2 separate regions of the Mus musculus genome follow, and region 2 is linked to region 1. The links are chromatin contacts, called in public Micro-C maps. All regions are on one chromosome and are shown on one strand. The core of a region is the stretch at or near the end of the contact, and the rest is flanking DNA. Distances in the headings are between cores, read along the strand shown. Region 1 has its middle 47 kb from the start of Tnfsf13b. Region 2 overlaps Myo16 (myosin XVI).

Region 1 (6,817 bases), core at 1,915-4,414:
TGCCTTGTAGACTCAAGTACTTTCAACTATTTATATTCAAATATACTAAATTTACACATGTATTTTCTATTTTTTTAAAGCAAGCATCTTTAAAGGAATGGAAAGTCACGTTCACCCTTTTAACTTTCCGTTCTGTATTCTCATGGGTTAAGAATGTGTAAAATTATCTCCCTGTCCCCTTGTGTCTGCAGTTTCATTTATAGGTGTTTAGCACACTTCTCCTGGGAAATGCTTAGGCTTTGCCTTTCGTTTCTGAGTTTAGCTGTGTTCCATCTATGTTCACATATACATATACAGCCTTTTATCTAAGTGCCCAATGGGTTAGGCAGCTTCTGAGACATGGCTGCATCTGCTGTGCACCGGCAAGGATGCACGTGATACCTTGCCATGGTGGTCCTACCCTTTGTGGTGACATTTTGGTTTCTAATCATTAAAAGTAGACACCCTAGTGCTACCACCTCATACGGTGACATGAAGGGAGGATAGCAGGAGAGAGTGCTGTGCTCCCAGGCAGACCCATAGCCATGCTCCTGTTGTCTAGAGCACTCTGACAGGCACCTTTTACAGTTTGCAAGTGCATATTCAAATGCTCCAAGGGGAGGCCGCACCAATGTTTTAAAATTTTGGACCATGGGATCCACCAGAGATGGAGACCTTTGGTCATCGTTGAGGGAAGTTAACTGAGTGACTATGTAAGAGCGGGGAGGCATCACGATCTTGAACAGCATTCATTTCTCCAGTGTACACTCTATTCTCTTGGGACTAAGCAGCTATCATCCAGAGCAGCTGAGTCACACTGCTCTGAGAGCTTTCCATAACTCTCTGGACTTCGGGATGCAGACTAGATCTTAGCTTCCCACCCAGGATGTCTCCCGAAGTTGTACCACCATCCTTCATTATGAAAGACAAATTACACACACACACACACACACACACACACACACACACACACACACACCCCACACATATATTTACACAAACACCACACACATCATATACACTCACATACATGCACACACACACAAACACCTCCCCACACCAGACACACTACACACACACACACACACACACACACACACACACACATAAACACCCCCGCTATACACCACACATAGTACACACACATTTACATACACACACTCACACACCACAACACAACACAACACACACACACACACACACACACACACACACACACTTCACTGTCTACACAATCTGTGCCAATGACTGACTGGTCACATCACACCATTAATAAATGGCAGTGTGTGAGAATGCAATATGAAAGCATTTCATTTCTGACGTCACAGAAGCTGGCAGCTGGCTTCTGGAGAAAACAGGAAGATAAGGAAAGGCATGAGCAGAGAGGACTGAGGTGAGGCCCTAATGCTCATAGGCTATGTTATCTGTTCGAGTTTTCTTTTGTTGCTGTGCCTAAGCTCCCTGTCTAAAAGTGGAATAGGGCAAAAAGTGTTCCTTTGGTTTCTAATTCCAGGCTACAATCCACCACCACTGCAGGGAAGCAGCTGAGAATCAGCTGCAGTAACCACACCCTGGTTTAATTTTTACACAGTAACAAAACCCCCTTGTTCTGGGACTCAGTGCAGATAAAAATTTGGTTTAACAAATGCTGCCTGAGGGATTCCTTCTTGGTGCCTTTGTTTCACTGTGATAGAAAGGTGAATGTTTGTTCTGACACTGTTCGTTTAGTTTATAGAAACACCACTTCCTTGTTAATGTTTGAACAAACTATCCCACTCAGAGAAGGGTTGTTCCCATGTCAGTCCCTCTAGAAGCCTCTCATTCGCCTGATCCAGCCAATTGATCTCTGCAGCTCCATCTCCAGACCTCTCCATCCATCGCCGAATGGGCACAGGTGACCGTGCCAATATTGCTTAACCAAGTGTATACTTCCCCCCAGGACAATCAAGTAAAATAACACTCACTTTCTCCTGAAACGACAAACTCCTTTCAGTCTACTGGTAGGGTTTGTAATGTCTTATCTTTCACTATTCCTGTATCTTTGACAATTTCTTAAATGTATTTTTATAATTTTTTATTTAAATCTTTGTAATATATTGAAGTAGATGAAATTATCTCCCCTCCAAATAATACCCATAAGACTATCCAGAGTGTCACAATTACCAAAGTTCGAGGACCTGCATCTGTCAATGTATTTGCTGTTACAAACAACAACAAAAAGCCAGAAGAAATGATAACTTAACAAAGAGTGAGTAGAGTTATGGCCCCCAAAGACTTAGTAGACTCAGATATTTTAGCAATTTATTTAAGAAGCACTATGATTGAGAAATCATTTGCTAAATATTCATTTTCAATTAGGCTTTTAAGTGGAATGTCTCATATTCACCCCAGTTGTAGTGAGCCAAATTACTTTGGCTAAATTGCTTTCAGCCTAATCAGATGCTATTTCTTAATACGAAGCCTCCTGTAACTACTAGCAATTAATTGAAGCAGCCTTAAAGATCCTCTTCCATTAGAGAGATTGTCTTCAGGGATCAGTCATTTTTATGATGTTTGTGAGAAAAAAAAAAAACCAGAATAAAGAACAGGTTCCCTACTGTCAGCTGTCAGGGTATTCCCTCGGTTCTGTTCTGCTGCTTGCTTAAGAAGGCTCAGTGGTAGAGTCATTGACTGTCATGCATGAGTTTGGGTTTAGTTCCTAAACAAGGGGGAGGGAGGGAGGGAGGGAGGGAGGGAGGGAGGGAGGGAGGGAGAGAGAAAGAGAGAGGGAGGGAGAGAGAGAGAGAGAGAGAGAGAGAGAGAGAGAGAGAGAGAGCTGCTCAGAGCAAACACCCAGATTTCTGACCTTAATCAGGAACTTGTGTGAAAACACCCTCTTCTTAGAAGAGAGGCAAGGCTCTGTGAAAGAGTACTTATTTATTTAAGCTCACTGAGAACAATAATGCCCTTTGAAAATGATGTCTCGTGTAATTTTAATATTACAAGAAACACTTTCTTTGTCAGCCACAAATTCAAAGCTTCACAAGATCATATTCTCATCATTAAAAATTTTATATAATTTTCAAGCGGCTTAATTTATTACAGGGAAAGATTAAGACCATGAGAAAATTGGGTTTCAGTCCCATCCAGCGTCTTAATGTTGAGCATAAAAGGCTTTATAGTAGTTGCCACTAGGTGGGGGCAGCACAGCAGTTGCTTCTGCTCGGAGCATCTAAGAATAGAAAGCCTTTCTTAGAGATAGAGAGGAACCACAAATCTGGAATGCTTCTGCTAATTATAAGCAGCCTCTTTGAAAGAGGAGTTGAATTTAATTACAGGGACTTCTTTCCTCCACATCACCTGTCCTGCTTAGTTAGGGAAAGCCCATACCCTGGCCCCACACTTTCTTCACTCTCTTGTGTTCATCCCTTCTCAGGGGCTGCAGCAGATGACAGCCACGCTGCAATGGTGAGTGAGGGCAGAGCAGAAGACATCTGGAGAGTGTGGGTGAGCAAGCTCAGCATAGGAAGAGCTCAGTGCTGTATCTCAGAGACAAGAGACCTGATCTTCTTTAACACTGCAAAGCAGAGATGCATTTTGATACAGTGTGCCTATTGCCAAGAAGGGGTAAGACAAAGGAAGACTTTTGGAAGGCACTTAGGACCTGACGTTCTGGATGAGAACTGACAGGACCTTGCTTTTGCTTCTGTATTCTCTCTCTCCCTTCTCTCTCTCCTCTCTCTTCTCTCTCTCCTTTCTCCCTCTCTCCTTTCTCTCTCTCTTCTCTCTCTCCTTTCTCTCTCTTTCTCCTCTCTCTGTCTCTCTCTGTCTCTCTCTCTGTCTCTCTCTCTCTCTCTCCTCTCTCTCTTCTCTCTCTCTTCTCTCTCTCCTTTCTCCCTCTCTCCTTTCTCTCTCTCTTCTCTCTCTCCTTTCTCTCTCTTTCTCCTCTCTCTCCCCCCTCTCTCTGTCTCTGTCTCTCTCTGTGTCTGTCTCTCTGTCTCTCTCCCTCTCCTCTCTCTCTCTCTCTCTCTCTCTCTCTCTCTCTCTCTCTCTCTGCACATATATATGGATCAGTGCTCAGGAGTACCCAGGAGAGTTAGATCCCCTGCAGTCACAAATAGTTGTGAGCTGCCTGACCTGGTGGTACCAGGACCCAAACTCTCTACCAGAGCAGCAAGGGCTCTTACCTTCGAGCCAACTCTCCATCTTTGTCTACTTTTGATGTGACTAAGACAACAAGGGCCCCAGCAGTAAATATAGTGTGCAGCTAGTGACAGACCAAAAACTGTGGTCACTGTTAGCGGTTTTGGTTTCCAAAATACTGAAACTGACTATGGGCTTCACAAAAAATTGTTATTCTCAATTTTTTCACACATTAAACACGGTGAACATCCACAACTGCTTGAAAGAAAATCACCTGCTTCCATCAAGGTAATGGTCTGAAGCATCGTTATTTACAGCTGTTAAAAGACAGTTGTTGTGGGCTGGGCATGGAGGAGCAGCAAATCTTTTCAATTAAAAGACAGATTTAGTGCTGGAGCAACAGCTCAATGCTTAAGAGCAGTGGTTGCTCTCACACGGATTAGGGTTCAGTCCTAAGCATCCCAACAAAGGTTCACAACTGCCTGTAACTCCATTTCCAGCAGATCTAACCCTATAGCTCACAACTGCCTGTAACTCCAGTTCCAGCAGATCTAACTCGATAGCTTTTTTTCACATGTAAAAACTTGGTACAACCAGGCACATACATGGTGCAAATTACATATGTGCAAGCAAAAGCACTCAAATGTATAAAATTAGAATAAATTAATCTTAAGACATAGAGTGGCTGAACAGATTGGAAAATTGAGGATTTAAACTGTGTATGGCAAACTTGAGGAAGTTGACCATTCTCAGCGAAAGAAGTAAGGGCTTGGCTCTCTAGACTACTCTGGACCCCTGAACAAGCTGAAAGCTTGTGTTTCATGGAATATACAGTAACGAACAATATCTTTTACTAACCATGGCATTTGGGATACTTTTTGCGTCTTCTAAAAGAAGACACATCAAGACTAAAAAGTCTAGTCCCCTGTAATGTAATCTTACCTGGAGATTGAGAAACAGGTGTTGCAACATTCGAGTCACCCAGAATTCACAAGGGTGAGTCTCAATCCAATTGGACAGACGAGGAAAGCAGATCTTGAACTTGGCCTCACACAGGGAGGCTATCATGTGAGCAAGACACTTATCTCCAGTGAAGAGGTGAACACAGGGCAGCCCTTGCCCATGCACCCTCCGGAGGAGGCTGAGGCATGCTGAGCTGACTGACTTCTCTGGCCTCCTCAACTGGAGAGAGCCACTCACTGTTGTTCCTCCATCTGGTCCTTATGGCTTCACAGCACCCCTTGCAGACTCATGAGGATCAACAAAGCTTATTCTGGAAGCAGAGGTTTCTCATAAACATTTCAAACTGAAAAGATCCCACCTAAGAAACTCATGCTATGAAACTCGGGGACTTCCAGTGAGTAGCCGTGAGGAAGAAACATTGTAGCTAGACTTAGGGAGGATGGTATCTAAGGCTGGCAGAAACTTGGGGCTGCTGGTTTCTGATACAGATTAGCAGTAGATCTCCTTTGGCTGGTGACCTCACACTCTGGCCTGCTCTCTGTTTTGCTTTCATCATTCTCTGTGGGAAGACCCTGCTGGCAGGTCAGGGAGTGTAGTTTCCATTACTCCTATGCCCCATTCATACAAGGAATAAGTTGGAAATACTTAGAAATATTCCTGTGAGTAAAACAAATTTACTTGTGTTTCTTATCCGTATGACTTGAGGATTAGATATTTCTGCGTTTGCTTTTGTGGAGACATCTGCGAGCTCGAGGTCAGGAATCTACTATTTCCAATCTTATTCTAATAAACACATGATTGAAACTTGCTAAATATCGCTGCCAAAGGCACTCTTGTCACATGATACATATAACTGTAAAGGATTCCAAGGGGTCTGAGTTAATTTTTGAGGTTAAAACTCCTAAAACTCAACTAAACACCCGAATTCTGTCACCTTTCTCTTTCTGTATGCCACAGGGTTTACGGTGTAGTGAGGCTTTGCTGAAGGGGCTGGGTACTGAAATGGGAGGAGGGAGGAGCCTCAGGTAAAGAGGACAAGGATGCCATCTGCATGCTGTGTCCTCACTGGCACAGTCGGCCTAACCTGCACTCTGGATGCGGCTGAAGCAAATGAATGATTTGAACAGGAACATAGTCCAGTATGTAACCTGGACTTGTAAGACTATGGAGACTTCCCAGCAGTGGGTGGTTTGTCAGGGTGAAAGAAAGCATTACAGGAGGCCTTGGAAGGCAGGCAGACCACATTCAAGCCACTGGCTCAGAGGAAGCAGCCTGTGGAAGCACATAAGCCAGAGGGTGGACATAACCTACTACAGACTGTGGTATTCCTTCAGATCCATCCTATTGAAAACAATGAGTGTGGCCATGGTGTGACTGTGGCTGTGGCTTCTTTGGCCCCTGCAGCCTTCCTTGACCACAGAAGGTTCTGTGCACCCGGGAGGACCTGGGGTGACAAGCAAACATCATACTCACCTGAGGCCTTGCTGTGTCTCTGCTTCAAGTGTGGTGTCTTCCTGGTTCCATGGCAAGCTCAAGTGGAATCAACCCCACTCTATATCCCAACTCTCATTTTCATCCCTCCAGAGCCCTGGCCATCTCTTGTGGCTGGTTGAGAAGTTTTCCTGTTGCCTTTAAGACTGGATAACACATCAGCAAGCATTGCTTGGCTGTCTGTTTCAGCCACGGGGGTTGCTGTACCTGAAAAGAAGCAGTTTTGACCCCACAGGTGCACCAAGCTGAGTGCAGCAGATGA
Region 2 (6,817 bases), core at 2,060-4,559, 120 kb after region 1:
GTACGCATGAGTGGCAATCACCCTCTCACTGTGGGTCACTTTACATGAAAGAAATCTCATTTAAATTCCAGGACAAAATGTAAAGGAATCGTGCCCTTCCTTATTTGGATTTTAGAGATTATTTTTGAGGTCTCCATTGTGAACCTGGAGTTTCTTATATTTTAAGAACTTGTCAGAAAAACTTCTCATTTGGAGGAAGAAGTAGATTTTTGGAATTAGAAAATTAGGGCATATTGATCCCAATTGGTATTTGTCAGAGAGAAAATTAGCTAGTAAAATCCATTGACAATCTGAAACGTTTTCACAATTCATTTAACAGTGATGGAGATTTAAGTTCTCGTCTGTCTTGGGTATATTTAAATCAATAAACGTTTAGCTCTCTGCAGTACGGTTACATACAATTTGAAAGCATAGAAGGGAAATTGCCTCCCATTCATGGAGGAGAAAGCCTGCATTCACTCTCAGGGACAAGGCTGTGGCAGTGGTGGTTTGGGACCACCTACCTGTGTTTCTCTTTCCCAGTGGTTTTCTGACTCTCTGCCCTCTGCTGTCAGCCAGTTGGGAGTCCACCTTGGTTACATTTTCGATGTAACACATAGATTTTTCTGTATTTTCTTCCTCCACCCTCCCTCTCTGCTCTACTCTTCTTTCTCTCTCTCTCTCTCTCTCTCTCTCTCTCTCTCTCTCTCTCTCTCTCTCTCTCTTGATCCCAATTCCTTATTTGGCTTCCTGTTTTCTACTTTAATCCTTCCTGTCAAAAGTATCCAGAGAGCTATCACGCTGAGAGATAGTCATGTGTTGATTGGTCCTCCATATCTCAGTCTAACTGGGAAGGAACAGATTCCTTCCCAGTGAAACAAACAGTAAGGCAGTTGGGGTCCAGCCGATGGGTGAGCATCTGCTCTGGGAAGTGCAGAGGACAGGACATCAATGTCAGAGACACAGAAGGGAGACTTTTGAGACCAGAACAGGGAGGTGGTTTCTGAGAGACACCGAAAGGAAGGACATAGCTCATTTGTATGGCTGCTACATAGAGATTCTATAAGACTTAGTACTTTATTGACGTTTCTTTTTGTAAATTTATGTTGGGAGACAAGCAGAGCAAATGATTGGAACTTTTAAATTGGATTTCAACTTCTTTTAATTATCTACCAATTTCTATTTGCAACACAGTTATCTGCTACACAAGTCTTCTTTCTTGATCCCTTTGGCTGCAGACATAAATGCCTGTAATACAAACATCTTAGGTGTCTGCTTGCTACTTAATACTTAACCCCCTCACCTTCTGTGCAGCTGGCAAGAATACAGTAGCACTCACACTGAAAACTGCCTTCTGTGTGCCTGACAATACGCCCTTGGACCTGGCATGTGGAACCTAAGTCATTTTCCTTATAAATGTAATTATAGTTAATGATCTGTTTTGTAAATACAATGGCTTTTCCTTTCTCTGGGCTGAATTTAAATGTGAAAATAATTAGGAAAATAAGTGTGAACTTTGCACATCTCGGAGATGTTCCTATTATTATGCATATTTTATACTTTGTTCTAAATTTGCATTTATTTCCTTACAAAAGGTCTCAGATTTACTTAGATGTGTGTAAACATTCACTAAAGACACAGGAATCTTTTTACTTTGCATTTTCTTGATCTTTCTTCTCATTAGATGTTTCTAGTGTAATAGATAGTTATTAATTATTTTCCAAATATAAAAGCAAATTGAAGTGAAGCGATAAGACCTAAGCACAGTCAGTATTTTAACAATGTCCTGATATTCTGGAATGGGCAACCATTTTCTTTTTTCTTGGAGATAGGGTCTCACTATGTAACTCTGGCTGTCCTGGAACTCACTGTGTAGACCAGGCTGGCCTCAAACTCACAGAGATCACCTGCCTTTCAAATGCTGGCATTAAAGGCGTGCACCATCATGCCTAGTTAGAATGGGGAGATTTGGACTGGTGAGATGGCTCAGCGGGTAAGAGCACCGACTGCTCTTCCAAAGGTCATGAGTTCAAATCCCAGCAACCATATGGTGGATCACAACCATCCCTAACAAGATCTGACTCCCTTTTCTGGAGTGTCTGAAGACAGCTACAGTGTAGGTACATATAATAATAAATAAATCTTTTAAAAAAAAAAAGAATGGGGAGATTTTTAAGAGGCTGTGATGCAGGCCAGGACTGGCTGAGCATGCTGTATGTCCCCAAGTCCCTCCCTTTTCAGAAAGCACAGACTCCTGTGATTGATGTTACAACATCCTACATGAACGCTCCAACATGTCTGCTCATTCTCACTTCCTAAATTAATGAAGAAGTGATCATGTAATGATAATGTCGGTATCTGCTTCCTGCCCATATATGGATTTTAAAGTGTAGTTTAGAAAAGCCTCCAGTTTGCAAATGGCATAATTCCCAGAGATGCCAGAGTCTAGGTTTTGTGACTCTGCGCATTTCCTTGGGACACTGTGACAGAGCTCCATAGCCTGAGAGACTTCAACAAGCCACATGTGTGATGTCACATCTCTGGGTGTTACTGCCAAACTGAAGGTGTGGGCACTCTTGGCTTCTACTGCATGGAGTAGTGACAAGAATCCGTCTAGCCATGTTCCAGTGGCAGTTCCACTGGCAGATGGATTCTTGTCACTGGACTCCATTCTTGTCTTCTGGACTCCAGCTATGTCCCAGTGCCTGCCCTACAGCTTTTGGGCAGCTTCTTGTCCAAATCATTGCTTCTGGGCATGTCAGTCAGTCAGGGAATATACATGCACATGCATGAGTCACTGTCCTCTGACTGGGATTTCTGGATCTCACCAGGAGCCAGGAACCCATGTTGTGGTGGCTTTCCTGCTCAGCTGGTTCTAGACTCTTGAAACAAGCCCTCAAATCCAGTTATGCCAACTATACTGTCTTGGACATCACCAAAATTTTTAGCAAGCAAAAATCACAGGAAACAAGCCTTTGAAGGCGACATATTGTGCAACCTTGTCTTCATCCTGGGTGGGCTTGAGGGACACCTATGGAGCACACAGCTGTGGAGCTGGGTCATGTGCACATCAGATGATTAACTTAGTAAGGAGGTTTTAAGGATAATCCTAAAAACAAAGCCTGGGTACTTAGGACTCTTTGATCAAATGCATTGTACCTAAACTTACGTTATTGAGAAATTTAATTACGTTACTCTTCCACACACTTTCTGGGTGTCTTGCCTGAGCAAACAATACCATTTCTTTTCATAAGCCTGGCAACACATGAGGCCCCACGTCTCTCCACACTGGAGCTCCAAGAGGGGGCTGGGGAGGGGGCTGCAGAGGCCAGCTGGTGAGTGCAGAATTAATTACAGATCGCTGCTCTCAAAAGTGCAGACATGGGTGACCACCCTCCTCCGATGGCAGTGGCAGCTGTCCCTGCCCTTTTAGGTTTCTAGTCACAGGGCAGACACTTCTTCCTTTTCTTTGGGAGCATATGTCGCGAGCTTTGGGATTTGGATCCCAGAAGCTCAGATGCTGAGTCTGTAGAAAACTGCTGTTGTCTGAAGGACCCATCGCAGGATTTGTTAATTCACCAAATTTGACATTTATTTATTTATTCATGTAAATAAGTACGTTTCAAAAAAGCAGCTAGCTTAAGGTATGCCCCATGTGACTTAAAGCAGGAAGCTTCCAGAGAGAATGTGATTGATGCTTCCTATTCGTATTGGATTTGAGGTGGGGAGAGAGGGCAAGATTCAGATGCAGCCAGAGGACTGCTGTGTTCAGGGTAGCAGTTTTTATGAAGTTGGAAAAGTGGATTTGATAACTTGGCAATAAGATTGGCATGCTAGTCACCTCAAAATACAACTCACATATTAATACTCTCGTAATATAGTTTGCATATTAGTTCCAGTTTCTCACTCCACCTACAGTGCTTGAACTTTGGTGAAAGCATCTCATTAATGGATGTGCTGGATAAGCTGTGGATATTCTGTTTTATTTCTGCCTCTAGTGGTCACTAAGCCCCAGAGTCTGCTGTCAACTCCCCCTCTAGCATCTTTCTTCCATCCCCAGGAGAAGCTGAGAAATGCCAGAGTCTGAGCTCTGAAGCTGATGAACCTCGGGCCTTGAATCTTACTTTCAGCAAACACTGTTCTTGTCTGCTTGCTGACAAATAAGGTCAAGTTGTTGAATTTGGATGAAATCACAAACCCCTGTGAGGCCACAGATGGCGAGATAATTACCAAGAGACTGGTGCCTGCAACCCCACTGCCTTTGACAAAGTGGCTCATGGCTTTCAGCAAGCAACACAGCTTTCCAAGACAAACTTCTGCAAAAGTAGCTTTGCACAGTTAGCATGTGCAAACAAGGACTTGGAACTATGTCACTAAAAACCCTCCTGGACTTAAAGAAAAACACTGTTTTCAGCCTTAGCAAACCGGGCGTTTCACAAGGTATTCAAGTTTAATTGATAAGACACAGGTCAAGTTTAGAGTCAGCTTCATTGTGGTAACATTTCCCCAGTACCTGTGTCCCAGCTTTCTTTTGTTCAGAGTGCATTGTGTTGGGTAAGCACACACTTTGTTCCTCAGGTACCCTGATCTCTAGCTTGCAGGTGTTTGCTTAATCAATCACAGAAATCCGTGCTTATAATTCCCTATAGATCCCCCTTTTAGGAACCGTTTCACCTGTATCATTGCAAGCATTCCCAGCAGTTTGGGTGTCTGCATTGATCTGTAGTGAGTGGCTGAGTAGCCACTGCATGGGAAGTGGCTTTGCTAGCCTTCCTGGGCCTACAGTGCATACATGCCCAAGCCATTTCTGTGAAAGCAAGCTCTTGCCTGTCAGGGGTGTAGGCACCGAAGCAGCACTAACATGCCTGCCTTCTTTAGAAGATATTCTTAGCTTTCTCCTTGGCTTTCCAGCGCTCTATCTTGGCAGGTGTGCCAAGGACAGAACATCACTTGCTGCGACCTCTATGATGCCCTGGCAGCATGTGTCTTTGGTGTGACTCCCTCCTGGCAGTTGACTTTCTGGCCTGTTATTCCATTATATTGAACACATGGGAAATCGGTACCTGCAGGCTACCCATGAGTCCACTGTCACAACAGGCTCACACAGAAGTAAAGTTTAACACTTATGTGAAACCAACACTCAGTGGACTGGGGTGGGATGTGCACTTGTTATTCAGAGAGATCTCTGATGATGCAGGGTTTTATCCTAACTGAAAGCACTGTAACAGGGATGAGGATACACACACACACACACACACACACACACACACACACACCAGGGAACAGACTCTGCACTCACCAGATGGCACAACCTGGGGCTATTTATGGAGATCTGAGGACAGAATTTGGAACAACAAACAGATACAATGCCAAGAAAAAGTCAAGACACTAGGACGGTGAGGAAGTGAGATGTTTAGCTAGCCTGAAACAAATGTGGCAGGGCTGAAGTGTGCGCCCCTGTGTTAACTAGGAAATGCACAGTCCTTGATGATAATGCTCTGTGGCTGGCAGTGTCCTCTCCTTCCCTTGCCCTCTCTCTATTCCCTTCAACTACATTCCACTTCTTTGCCCTTCTTACATCATTCTTTTTAGCACACACATCTTGTGTGTGTGCACACGTGCAAGCATACATGCGCGTTTGCATGTGCTCATGCGTGTTTGTGAGCCTGTGTGGGGATACCCAAGGTTGGTATCCATTGCTCTCCACTTTAGTTACTGAGGTGGACTCTCTCCCTGCACCCAGAGTTCACCGATTCTATGTAGTCTAGCGAGTCAGCATCACCCAGGGATCCCCATCTTGACCTCCTGGATGTTAGGATTTCAGTGGCTTCCACACTTCCTTGATTTTTTTAAAGATCTTTAAATTTTTGTATTATGTATGTGTGGGTGGGTGTGTGCAAACTAGTGCTGGTGTCCATGGAGGTCAGAGGCTCTGTAGGTGATTGTTAGCCACCCAACCTGAGCGAAGAAACCGGAGTGTGGGGCACTGTGGGAGAAGCGAGAATTCTAACCATCGAACCATTTCACCAACACAGTCTGCCTGTATTTACAGGAATGTTGTGTGGCAAGTACTTTTGTCTGCCTGTGCCACTCTCAGAGTTAACCTTCCAGGCAGGGTCAGAAGTTGTAAGTCAGGCAGCAGCCTCCCTCCCCTGTAAGCTCCTCCCATTCTTTTGTAGTCACCAAATTATTCAGAACACTTGCTCCAGGAAACCCTTCTGTTCTGACCCATTCCAACTTCAAATAATCCCCTGGCTCTAAATACTGAGCCCTTTCGCCAAGCTCTCCTAATCCTCAGCTGTCAAATTGCTGCCCTTAATATGTCTCACAGGTAGGTTTGCTCTGGTCTCTGATGATCCCTGGTTTGAGGTCACTAGATTAATGGGGTGTGCAGGGAGAAAGGTGGGGTGGACACAGGTTCTTTAGGTTCCAACCCCCAAGAGGAGCATGCAAGCCCCGCCCCGTTGACTCAGTTTGCATAGCTCACACATTTCCATTTGAAGCCTGTTTTGTAGTAAGCTAAAGTGTTCCTGTTTGGAAGCACAGGGCATCCAGTAAGGAAGGGACACCATCTCTGCGTAGTCGTGGACTTGTGCCCCCTCCCTCATTAAAACAGTAGGGAATCGAATCGTCTCTTTGTTCACCAGAGGTCACAGTGTTTACTGTGAAAGCTGATGGGGTGTGGATGGGCTTGGGGTGGGATGCACAAGGGTTGTTTTAGGGGTTTAGGGGCTTGTGTAGGGTATCCTTGGGGTCTCCCTATGAGCCTATCACTTGTGGATTGTGTAACTGGATGAGGAGAGTAAGTTAGCATAGATTCCTTTTTTTTAAGTCTCAT

What was found. A called contact is a pair of places that touch in the nucleus more often than the background predicts.
Region 2: a Micro-C map of stem cell-derived motor neurons shows a contact between it and region 1, with 2.4 times the contacts expected there. The contact joins two enhancer-like sites. A contact is called at or near these places in 1 of 39 promoter capture datasets (hippocampal neurons), 1 of 15 datasets of contacts at CTCF or cohesin (hippocampal excitatory neurons), 23 of 484 Hi-C or Micro-C datasets (the AML12 cell line, brain, cerebellar granule neurons and 14 more) and 2 of 115 datasets of contacts at active chromatin or transcription factors (neural progenitor cells and oligodendrocyte precursor cells).

The regions. Positions count from the first base shown.
Region 1 is chr8:10,050,482-10,057,298 of GRCm38.p6, forward strand. No RefSeq gene overlaps it. Among named protein-coding and RNA genes, the nearest start is that of Tnfsf13b, 47 kb to the left of the region's middle. Within about 2 kb of position 3,165, at least 22 of the 459 cell types and tissues checked have an H3K27ac peak or open chromatin away from gene starts, as enhancers often do. A contact at or near this core is called in cerebellum, neural stem cells and stem cell-derived motor neurons, where this site is marked.
Region 2 is chr8:10,170,207-10,177,023 of GRCm38.p6, forward strand. The region is part of intron 1 of Myo16 (myosin XVI); the gene reads left to right. Among named protein-coding and RNA genes, the nearest start is that of Myo16, 20 kb to the left of the region's middle. Within about 2 kb of position 3,310, at least 8 of the 459 cell types and tissues checked have an H3K27ac peak or open chromatin away from gene starts, as enhancers often do. A contact at or near this core is called in cerebellum, neural stem cells and stem cell-derived motor neurons, where this site is marked.